Linked DNA regions of Xenopus laevis: region 2 is linked to region 1. The links are chromatin contacts, called in public Hi-C maps. All regions are on one chromosome and are shown on one strand. The core of a region is the stretch at or near the end of the contact, and the rest is flanking DNA. Distances in the headings are between cores, read along the strand shown.

Region 1 (5,726 bases), core at 2,419-4,918:
AGAGGGCAAAAGGGCAGCAAGATTATTCCTGAGGTATATCTCTGCTTTCAACAGAATTCTATAGGATGGGTATGAGCTGCCATACTGTTCCCCTGACATGATGTAATATAGAAGCACATTCCTGCTCTGTATATTTGCTGCCATATTGTTTCCCTTACACAGGACAGTGTACGGAACACTTAACAAGAGCACATTACATCTAACTTACAGACTATCCCCTTGGTGTATAAGTCGGTTTCCTAGATTTATTTTGATGTCTGTTCTCTTTAAGCTGAGGGGGGAGCCCTGTGGAATCCATTATGTTATAATTGATAGTTGAGTGAAGGTAATGAGGGGGCTGAATGCTGACAGTGCATCCCGCATCCCCCACGCTTCAGCTCCAATGGCAGGGCCAGCCCAATTCATTTACTCTATGCTTGGAAATCTAGGCCTGAATATTTATATAATATAATATATATGCTCACGCTTCTGTGTCTGCTTGCAGAGTACAAAAAGGCTCGTGCTAACATCAAGAAGAAATCCTCTGACACCATCAAGCTACAGAAGAAGGTGAAAAAAGGTATGGTCCCTACAGTATTGAGAGTATTGCTTATTGTGTGCATTTGTTTGCTGTATGTTTTTTTATATGTATGCATGCTAGCCTCCATATTGTTTCCTGTGCCGTGGGCCAGCTATCCTCTATTTCACGTTTGTGGGGCCACATGGTAAATAATAAAGATCAATAAGTAAGGCTTAAGTTCTCCTTTAAAGGACTTTCTCCTACCTGCAGTCTGCCATGAAGGTTCCCAGGCCAGCAGAAGCCATTGTTTCTATCCATCTCAGTGGATAGGAGCTCAGGCCTGGGTCGGAGAGTATTCCTGGGAGTTAGGCCCCAGAATTAAACTTCCTGCTATGAAAATGAATTCATCTGTTTTTTTGGGGGGAAGGAAGGGGTGGAGAGAATTGCAGGAAACCCACTCTTCTCTATGCAGTTGTAAGGTTAACCTGACACCCCCACCTCTTCTCTTGTATACAGGGAAACTAACACTGAGAGTAAAGGTTCCTGTTTTTCCCTATATTCCTTTACATATGAGAGGGAAATGCCATATTGCTTGCCTCAGTAACAGAAGCCTTAAAATTATCAATAGACTTCAGCCACACCATTTATAAACCGCATACTCTAAGGTAGAGCTGGCCATATGTGCACTGATATTAGCCTGGCAATGCCCATGCACAGAGGCAGCTCAATGGCCTGCCCAACCTCTATCTGCCTAAAAATCACCACTTCTGAGGACTAAGATAATATTGATATTTTGAGGACTGTGTCCAGGCATCCTTTTCCCTATTTTTTCATGGCTGGGGTTAGGGATCAGAGTATGGTGTTTGAGCCAGCAGCTGGTTGGATAGGGCAGGGGTTTCCCTGGGCTTTTCTCTCTAGTGGAGATGGATTTGTGGAACGTGCTGGCAGTGATGCCTGGGGGTGAGCTCATGGCTTCCTATCCTGAATGAGGCTTTTGTGAATGCCCTGGATTTTCCTTGCCATTCCCGTGGCTCCTGCCAACTAGTACAAGGGTGGGCTTCAGTACTTGCATACAGATTTATGTGTTTCCCATTTCAATAAAGGGGTGGTTAGAGGGGGAGAAACCATCTGACAGAATTCCCCTGTTTGTGTCTGAAAGCAAATCCCTGTAAACACAGCTACCTTGGCTGCCTTTCTCTGCCCATGAATGTACAGCCTGTTATCCTCTAGGGCTGCTCCAGCCAACCAGTAGCCACTTCCTGTCCAGCCCTCCTTCCCAACAGTGCAGCCAGGCGAGCCCTTCAGTGCTCAATGAAATCAATACCAGACACTTTCCCTCCCTCCTGACTCACGTCTTCCCTAAATACATCCATTCCCCCAGCATTCTGGGGCTATATACAGTCACTCATGCATCTCCATGTAAAGCATCCTTCCACAACTATATCTTTCTTGATAAAGGAGCAGAACTGTGTCTTCCATTAGTCTAATCGGCATCACGCTGATTTGTGCTATTTTGGAGGATTTAATAGAGAATATACTGTTAGGGCAGAGACACACTCTCAGATTCAGGGAGATTTTGTTGCCCAAAGATAAATCTCCTCTTCTTCGGGGCGACTAATCTCCCCGAACTGCCTCCTGCCTGCTAGAATCTAAATCGGCAGTGGGATGGCACTCGGATCGCCCCAACGTTTCCTCGTCAGGCAAAACGTCGGAAAACGAAGCGCACTGATTGCCTTCCCGGTGGTGATTTACATTCTAGTCGACGTGAAGCAGCTCAGAGAGATTAGTCGCCCTGATGAAGAACAGATTTGTCTCCCCGAATCTGAGCGTGTGTCACTGCCCTTATTAGTAAGGCTAAGCTGCTATCTGAGGCATTAGACTGACCCAAGTGGAGAGGGTTCTTATCCACAAATGTTTGGCATCTAGTCCATGTTTCACAGTAAAGGAGCGCTCACTTCCTCATATCAGAACCCAGCCCGGAACTGTCACATTTCCTAGGGTAGCATTGTGTATGACTCGCTTCCTTTCACACCATGGCCAAGATAAACCCCAAAATTAGTCACCAGGAAGCAGCCGATGTGCCAAAGCCAAATTGCTTTATATCTTTATCAATAATCTGCTTTTCTGCCGCAATGGAAAAAAAGGCAGTTGCACAAGAACTGTGCCTCAGACTGTTGCGTCCAGGGTTTCTGTAGTGTTCATTCAAACCCTTTCTGCCTGTAGTTAGTGAGCACAAATGCTGGTTTGTTGCTTATCGACACTATGGGTGAGTGTGGGGCTCGTGAGAGTTAGTTAATTTCTAAACCCCCCCCCCCATCCAAGGAGCAATTCCAACCATGGCCAACTCCCAGGCTTTCTCTAGTTTTTACCCTGTGCCTGGTCTCTTCATATTTGGCTTTATACAGTATTTGGGAGCTGCCATGCTGAGAAGAAGACTGCAGTCTATAAAGAATGCTTCAGCAAAATCAACTAACATGGCAGCTCCCACTCTTCTGTGGGGTATAATGTTGCAGGGGCACAGTATTCATAGTAATATGTTACAGGGGTCTTCCTGGCATTCTAAGAGTGTGATATTAATGGGGGCTGCAAGTTCAGTGTAAAAATAAAAACTGGGTAAATAGATGTTTTTGAAAAATGTTTTTCGAATATAGTTAGTTAGCCAAAAATGGAATGTATAAAGGCTGGAATGACTGGATGGCGAACAGAACAGAGCACTACTTCCTGCTTTTCAGCTCTCTAACTCTGAGTTAGTCAGCGACTTTAAGGGGGGCCACATGGGACATAACTGTTCAGTGAGTTTGCAATTGATCCTTAGCATTCAGTTCAGATTCAAAAGCAACAGATATAACCCATGTGACCCCCCTTAAGTCTCTGATTGGTTACTGCCTGGTAACCAATAAGTGGAAACCAAGAGAGCTGCAAAGCAGGAAGTAGTGTTCTGGCTGTTATGTTAGACATCCAGTCACCCCGGCCTTTATACATTACATTTTTGGCTATCTATATTAGAAACATGTTTTATTTTGCACAGCCTATTTATTTACCCAGTTTTTATATTGAACAATTCCTTTAAGCATTGGACCTTGAGGTGCCCTGCGGCTGACAGAGTCTGACCCATTCCCTTGTGTGCAGGTAAAGACGATGCCCGGGTGCAGCTGGACAGTGCCCTTCAGGATGTCAGTGACAAGTATGTGCTCCTGGAGGAGACGGAGAAGAAGGCAGTGTACAGGGCACTCGTGGAGGAGCGGGGTCGATTCTGCATGTTTGTGTCCTTCCTCAAACCTGTTCTGGTATGTTATTAACCTACATCCTGGTAACGCTGCCATACTGCAGCCATATTCTCTTCAGTGTCTTGCTGAATTGTGCTTCGACAGGTATGGGACCTGTTATCCAGAATGCTCGGGACCTGGGGTTTTCCGGATAACAGATCTTTCTGTAATTTGGAACTTCATACCTTAAGTCTACTAGAAAATCATGTAAACATTAAATTAACCCAATAGGTTGGTTTTGCTTCCAATAAGGATTAATTATATCTTAGTTTGGATCAAGTACAAGTTACTGTTTTATTATTACAGAGAAAAAGGAAATCATTTTTAAAAATTTGGATTGTTTATAATGAAGTCTATGGGTTTTTCTCAACCCACACATCGGTAGAAAGTACCTATACTGGCATAGTTTTATTATAGCATCTCTCTATACAGGGTATGAACAAACTTAAGGGCCTGTTCCTGCTGAATTGTGCTTTGTACAGGGAAATATCTGTGCTGGAATACATTTTTTATATGTGGGTGTCAGATGTACAACAGTCCATTCCAGCTCAGCATGTGTTTTCTTGTTGGTATTCCTAAGATCTTCAGCCAATCAGCACAAGGGAGGCGCCGATTGAATCTCCTTGCTAACAAGCTCACAAACATGGCACCTGAGGGAGCTAGCACACGGACAGATTCAGGGAGATTTAATCGCCTGGCGACTAATCAGCTCTTCTGCAGGGAGACAATCTCCCCAAACTGCCTTCCCTGTGCCTGCCGTCTGCTATAATGCCAAAACGCCAGCAACAATACAAGGAAACTTCGGGCGACTTCGGAAATCTAAGCCCCGCGAGTGCTTTGGCGCTGGCTTTTTGTCATTATAGCAGGTGGCAGGGAAGGCAGTTCATGGATATTGTTGCCCTGCAGAAGAGCCGATTAGTTGCCAGGCGACTAAATCTCCCCAAATCTGCCCGTGTGCTTAAACCCTAACACTGTCCCAAGACTGAGCAGTCATTGTTTGTGCAGGCGACCCCATCTCTCAGTATGTGGATAGGGAGGTCTGGCTGGTGGTTCCCAGTGGCTGCTGGTTCTACCAAATCATGAGGCATCTTTTATGTGTGATTGCTCTTATTTACCCACATTGCTCATTTACCCTCATGCCTATTTCTCTTGATATATATATTTACAGTATTGTTTCCCTTAGACTGTACAGTATGAGGGTACAACATTTGCTGTTTTGATTGGTGACTGTTGGGCCGACCTGTTCTGCTTCTTTTCCTGACAGGACGAGGAGATTGGGATGCTGGGGGAAATCACGCACCTACAGACCATCCTGGAAGACCTGAGCAGTCTGACTGTAGAACCCAGCAAGTTGCCTCCTATGAGTGAACAGGTGGGTATCAAACCAGATTTGGCTTGTGGTTAACCCCTTATCTGCTTCCAGTGAATATATAAATGCTAATGCGTTTCTTTCCTTGGGAAGCCAGGGAAAATGTGCCATTCACTTTGGGAAAGGGGCAAATATTCCTGTGCACCTTGTTAGCCCATTCATGGATATGGTGTGCCGGCTGTTGGCTAGAAGGATGCAGGTTTGGTAGCCAGCCTGTGTCCTACCATAACCCAAGAACCGTGGGAAGGGACTGAGCCTCTGTGATTGTCTCTGTGCAGGTGATACACGATCTCAAGAACTCCGATTACAATTTCACCTACCAGACCCCGCCCGGCTCACCAAGTGGAACACTGTCACGGAAAGCCAGCACCAACAGGTAAGCACCCCCCTTCCCTGGGGTATTTATATGCTGCCATGAGGCCTTCTACTCACTGGCATTCATTTGCCCATGGGCAGTAATAGTCCATAGCAACCAATCAGTGCTTGGCTTTTTTCAGGAAGCTGCAGGTAGAACAATGAATGCAACAATTTGATTGGTTGCCATGGGTATCCGCCCACAGGCAAATTTGTCCAATGTTGATAAATGACCCCC
Region 2 (5,726 bases), core at 909-3,408, 56 kb before region 1:
TGAACTGCTGAGATTTTTTTTTATTTTTCCAAAAATATGTATAGAAAGCTCAGTGCCCACCATTTGAATCAACAGTCATATCATCTGTATAACCATTCTAACCTATAATTAACCATAAAGAGCCCTTTAGTTATATCCTTTGGCCAAAGATATCAGCAAGAACTATAGGACATGTAGCTGGTTAAGCAAATAACAAATACAGGGGGGGAGGCTTCAGCCAAACCATCATCAGTATGGCATAAATATTAATAACCCAGTTGAATACTATAAAGAGCATCCAAATGGTAAGATATTGTAAAGATCGACCCACTCCAAGCAGAAATTTTGGAATTAAGGTCCAACTCACATAGTAAGTGAAAGACTAGGCAGGGCCTCACCAATACTAGTTAGTTCCTGCCTATACCTTTGGTACCATGGTGAGTTGGTTCCTCACTGACTATAACCAGAGTCTCTGTGAGTTGCCACAATGTGGTTTTGTTTAGTTTGGCCAAAGGATATCAAGCCTGCCACCACGTCAAGGTAGGCTCTGCGAGCAGGTCCCTAACCTATTTATCGTAATTAGATCTAATTTAGTGCTATCTTCTATGGTTTATTCTATCCTTATCATTATATGTCTAATTCATATTTTATATTCTATTTTATCAATTTACTCTAGTCTTCTACTCTTATTTTATTCTACTGCTTATTATCAATTATATCAATTACATTATCATTAATATTATATATAGATTTTAATTATATCTTTATTATTTGCTATATAGTTTATGTTGTAAGTATATCCATATCTATGTTTATCTATTTAATTTTTGCTCTATATTGGCAATTTATTATTACATTCTACTCATATTTATGTTCTACTAATTTTTTAGCAACTCTTATTATTGACTAGCTTATTTATCTTCTAATATTATGACAGAATAACTTAATTGCTCATTCTATCACTAGTTTCTATTCTATATTATTTATACTGTATACTTATTGTTTAATGTTTACTGTCCTGTTTATTTCTTCTATCCCTGTAGTTTTACTGTCATATGTCATCTATTCTATGTTATCAATTTATTCAAGTCTTCTGCTCTTATAATATTCTACTGTTTATTATCAATTATATATATTCTATTATCATTAATATTATATATACATTTTAATTATATCCTAATTATATGCTATATACTTAATCTTGTAAGTCTATCCATTTCTATGTTTATCTATTTAATTTTTGTTGTACATTACCAATATATTATTACATTCTACTCTTATGTTTTTTCAAATATTTTAGGAACTCTATCCTTATTTTTGACTGCCTTATTTATCTCCCAATATTATTATGACAGAATATATAACTTAATTGCTAATTTTATCACTAATATCTATTGTCTTTTAAACATAGTCTATCTATATTAATAAAGTACATTTTTTCTATGTTATTTATATACTAATTGTTTAATGGCTATTGTCCTGTTTATTTCTTCTATCCTTGTGGTCTCACTGTCTTTATGTCATCTATTCTATGTTTGTCTCTTTGCTTGTTATCTATTTACTTTATTGTTATTAGCTACAATCTTATTGACCTATTTCTTCTATCGTTATGTTCTACTGTTGTAACTATTTATTCTCTTTTAATTGACTATTTATTTACTAATTCCATGCTTAGTTTTTGTTGTCTGTATGTCCTTAATATCTTCTTATCTATCCATTTTATTGTCTATTCTGCCTAATTATATATATATATATCCTTGTGTTATTAATTATTATAATATTCTCTATTCTATATGTTTAAATAATTGTATTCTTAATATCTATTTTATTTCCTATATTTAATCTATCTTTATATGGATATGTATATGATATGCTACATCTTATTTTCTAGTGTTTCCAGAGGAAGGCAAAAAAACCCCCATTGCTCCAGCCGGAGAATGGGGGAAAAAAATTCCTTCCTGACTCCAAATCTGGCAGTCGGACAAGTCCCTGGATGTGCTGATGTTTATTATAATATAAAGTATCTTATCCTTACTTTCTAAAATCGAACTTTAACTTAACATATAAACTATTTACAAATCTCTCTTCAGCCGAAGAGAGAGAGCAGGATCCAACAGGAGGGCTGGAGGTGGAGTGCTTGGCAATGTTGGTGACATGATGATGTTGCTTGTAGCTCTGTTTCGTTTGCAGTCGGTGGTTGAGCTGCTGATGGTATGGGCCTGATACAGATCCAGTAGAAGGGCATGCATCTGAGCTGAAGGTAAGGCCAGGTGTTTGAAGCACATGACAACCAGCTGTTGCTCACATAGAAAAATTCTTGAAGGCTTTTGATGACGCCTGAACCGATGTTGGCCTTCAGTTCCTTCAAGAAGGACATTGACTCCTGATGCTGATGACTGAAAAGGGCAGCATTATTTTATTTGGATTGTAACATTTCAATGTTAGTAAAAAAAACATAGGCAATAGTAATGCAGACAGGTGCTACATGGCTCATTAGCAGATATGTGCAGTGTATTGGCTAGTGGACTCATGGACTGATATGTGCTTATTTGGTTTAAATGGATATCCAGACAAACAATGAAAAATTTTTTATATAATGTAAAAACATGGAATTCTAAGCAAATTTCCATTATACATTACTGTTGATAATGATTGTCTCTTTTCTTCCTTTCCTTTATCTGTCTTCAGTAGTCAGATCTCCTCCAGACAAGACTCAACTTCCCACAATACCTTGCATGTTTTGTAATTAACAGACCTGATTCTGGGTGCAAGAGCATGATCATTTGCATCGACTAGTGTGCAAAGTGCTAGTGCTGCATTTATAAATGGACCATATACATTTCCTTTTTTGTCTCATGGATGATTTTCCTTTTGAAATCCTGCTACTGTGTTTGGTTATTTTTATCTTGGCAATTTTAACAGACACTTAGATGCCCATTTTAGGCAAATTATTACTTACAGTTTATAACTTTTGGCTTTCCACTGCTGTCCAGTCGATGTTTCTGAACAGAGGATGCTCTCTGATGTTGCCATGGACCCCAAGACGCTTTTCAGGGTCCTTCTCTAGGAGCTATAAGGAAAGACATTAACAGTCATTTAAATTATTCACAAACATGCCCCCTCCTAGAGGTATAATGATGCATTTGTTCTATATGGCCAGGCCTGACAGCGGGATTATATAAATAAAGATATTCTGTGGAGCAAGGGCAATGTGGAACATGATATCTTGCTCAAGGGCAGATGCAGTGGTTACAACCTTATAGAGACCTGCCCCCCACATACATTTTTTTCCAGGACACCTCACCTCCAGAAAATCAAAAGTGACCTACAATTTTGTGTTCATAGAGTGAACCTGCTCCTGGGCCTCCTTTTACTCCTAGCACCCCCCCCCCCTACATATAATGCCTGAAAATACTGCTCCATATTCTAACACTGTAATTGCTGTGACACGGCCAGTATAATTATATTATAGCTAGAAAGTGCAGCATTGGACATTCAGTGGACATGTAAAAAAACTTAACAACTTAAAACTAATATTGGGGGCCTGTGAGCTGCCTGTGACCCTCCAGAAGTTGCCATTACTTTATTTGAGCTCCTCTGTGTAAGTGCTCATACCCACCTTTTGCAGTAGATCCTTTAGTCTACTGTTCATACACATAGGAAAGGCTGGTGGGTCATGCAGGATGGAGTTGATCCGTTGTTCCTTATCAGCTCCACTATAAAATGGCATTCTGCAAGTGACCAATGAAAATAGTGTATGGCCTAAAGCCCACCAGTCCATCCCTGCATCGTAGGTCTTCTTCATCAGCACCTTACAAAGAAAGAAGAGATTAGTTGTCAAACATAATCATTTCTCACTGACTTCCCATGTTCAATGGGCGTTCATCTGCAGGATCTAGGGATGTTCCAGGGGACTCCTATGTGCCACCCACTTACTGACCATACTGTACAGGCAAAGGCACTTAAAGAGTGAGGTGCAACTCTTTGCTTTTCCTTTCTAAGAGTGGAAATAGTTGCCTCACTAGATACAAATGCCTAGTCATGCACTTTGCACTGTGTCCAGGGATTTATAAAGGAGTCCAAACATCTTTGCATGTAAATGTGTTTGCAATTTAATGTGATTGCGGGGAAACAATATTTTAGTAACCCATAGCAACTAATGATCAGTTAGCTTGGGTTAGTCTATGTTGTATGCTGCCCCTATGTAATGAAATCATTCTCTATGTGTGCATGTGGCATACAAGGGTTTTGCTGTATTTAGTTGTACATTTACCAACAACCTCCTGTCTGTAATAAAGGAAGAACTAGTTTCAGATACAAGCCTGTAACTTTGGGTACATTATATAGAAATTCTTTGATATTTTGCTGAATCCCTTACCTCTGGAGCCAAGTACAAATCAGTTCCATGTGAGCAAGAGGTGGTACTCTGTCCAAACAGGTTTTCAGCTGCGATGCCAAAGTCAATGATTTTGATATGGTCCTTTCCAGTCATAAGTACATTCACCGGTTTGATATCCCTGTAAATATAAGAATGGGTAAAGGGTTACTATCATTATATTGGTGATAATATTCCCTAAAGTAACAACAGAACTGAATAGGTTTCAGTGTTAACTATAACTACTTATAAAATACCTTGTACAACTGGTAAAGCCTGAGGCTCCAAGTCTTTGTTATGGCATTTAAAGTAGGGATGCACCGAAAGATTCGGCCGAATACCGAACCGAATCCGTTTCTCCCCCGAAGGGGAAACCTTATTTACTTCCTTGTTTTCTGACAAAAAGCCACGCAATTTCCCTCCCGCCCCTAATTTGCATATGCAGATCCTGGATTCGGTGCATCCCTAATTTAAAGGGATCTTAATATCAGTAGATGACCAAAAGCAGCTTCGCAATAAATTTGTTAAATCTTGAATTTTGGTTCTTAAGGGCAATTTTAAAACAGATAATGAAAGAAAAGAGTGGGAATACAAATTAATGGAAACTTTCAATTCTCTGAAGAATGGACTAAACCTGGGCCTTGGATTTATGGCTAATTATGTGGACTAAGAAAGGACTGCACCAGGTCAGAAATACCAACATGTCTGGATATGGACTAAGAGGTCATATGGAATTCCTTTGATTCTACACTCCAATAATTCAGCCCTAATTTATACTCAGCCTCTTTGACCCACATTATCTTGTACCTTATCTGCAGATTCCCTTGTAAATGACTTTGACACCTTACACATAGATTGTTATTCCTTTTTGTTGGTCATTATGAGCTGAATGTTGTATATATACCAGAGAACACCACAGCTTCAGTGTAATCCACTTAAAAAAAGGAACTAAAATGTTCTGAACGCTTGCTATGATTATATTAGTTAGCCAATAAAGGTATCACCTTTATACCACTTTTGTTATTTTTTTATTTCAAAGGGGTTGCCCTGTAACATTAAATCAATGAATGAATGTATTGCCTGTCCCATAGAAGTTTTACTTACCGATGAACGATGCCCTTTGCATGAAGATGTTGCAGGCCGCATACCATCTCTGCTGCATAACAGCTGTTTAAGAGAAAAGCATCATAAATGTTATCAGACTGATTGAACACCATTTATGTTCTTACTCCCCTACTTATGAAAAGGATTTTCAAACATGATGCCTAAGGGGCGGTAGAACCGATGCAGCCCCCCTTAACCCATGCACTTCCCTTTTTTCACATTTCAAATGCAGTGATAGTGGAGGGGCACATCATTAGCTCAGAGAGCA

The links. A called contact is a pair of places that touch in the nucleus more often than the background predicts.
Region 2: a Hi-C map of the XL177 cell line shows a contact between it and region 1, with 2.4 times the contacts expected there. The contact joins the promoter of mtss1.2.S here to the enhancer-like site in region 1. A contact is called at or near these places in 2 of 4 Hi-C or Micro-C datasets (the XL177 cell line and the XTC cell line).

What each region holds. Positions count from the first base shown.
Region 1 is chr9_10S:38,106,868-38,112,593 of Xenopus_laevis_v10.1, reverse strand. mtss1.2.S (protein MTSS 2) reads left to right here. Exons shown (of 14, transcript XM_041578976.1): 6 at 485-559; 7 at 3,629-3,786; 8 at 5,030-5,137; 9 at 5,413-5,510. Among protein-coding and RNA genes, the nearest start is that of LOC121398781, 21 kb to the right of the region's middle. Within about 2 kb of position 3,668, at least 1 of the 7 cell types and tissues checked has an H3K27ac peak or open chromatin away from gene starts, as enhancers often do.
Region 2 is chr9_10S:38,161,166-38,166,891 of Xenopus_laevis_v10.1, reverse strand. mtss1.2.S (protein MTSS 2) reads left to right here and starts at 2,158. Exons shown (of 14, transcript XM_041578976.1): 1 at 2,158-2,239.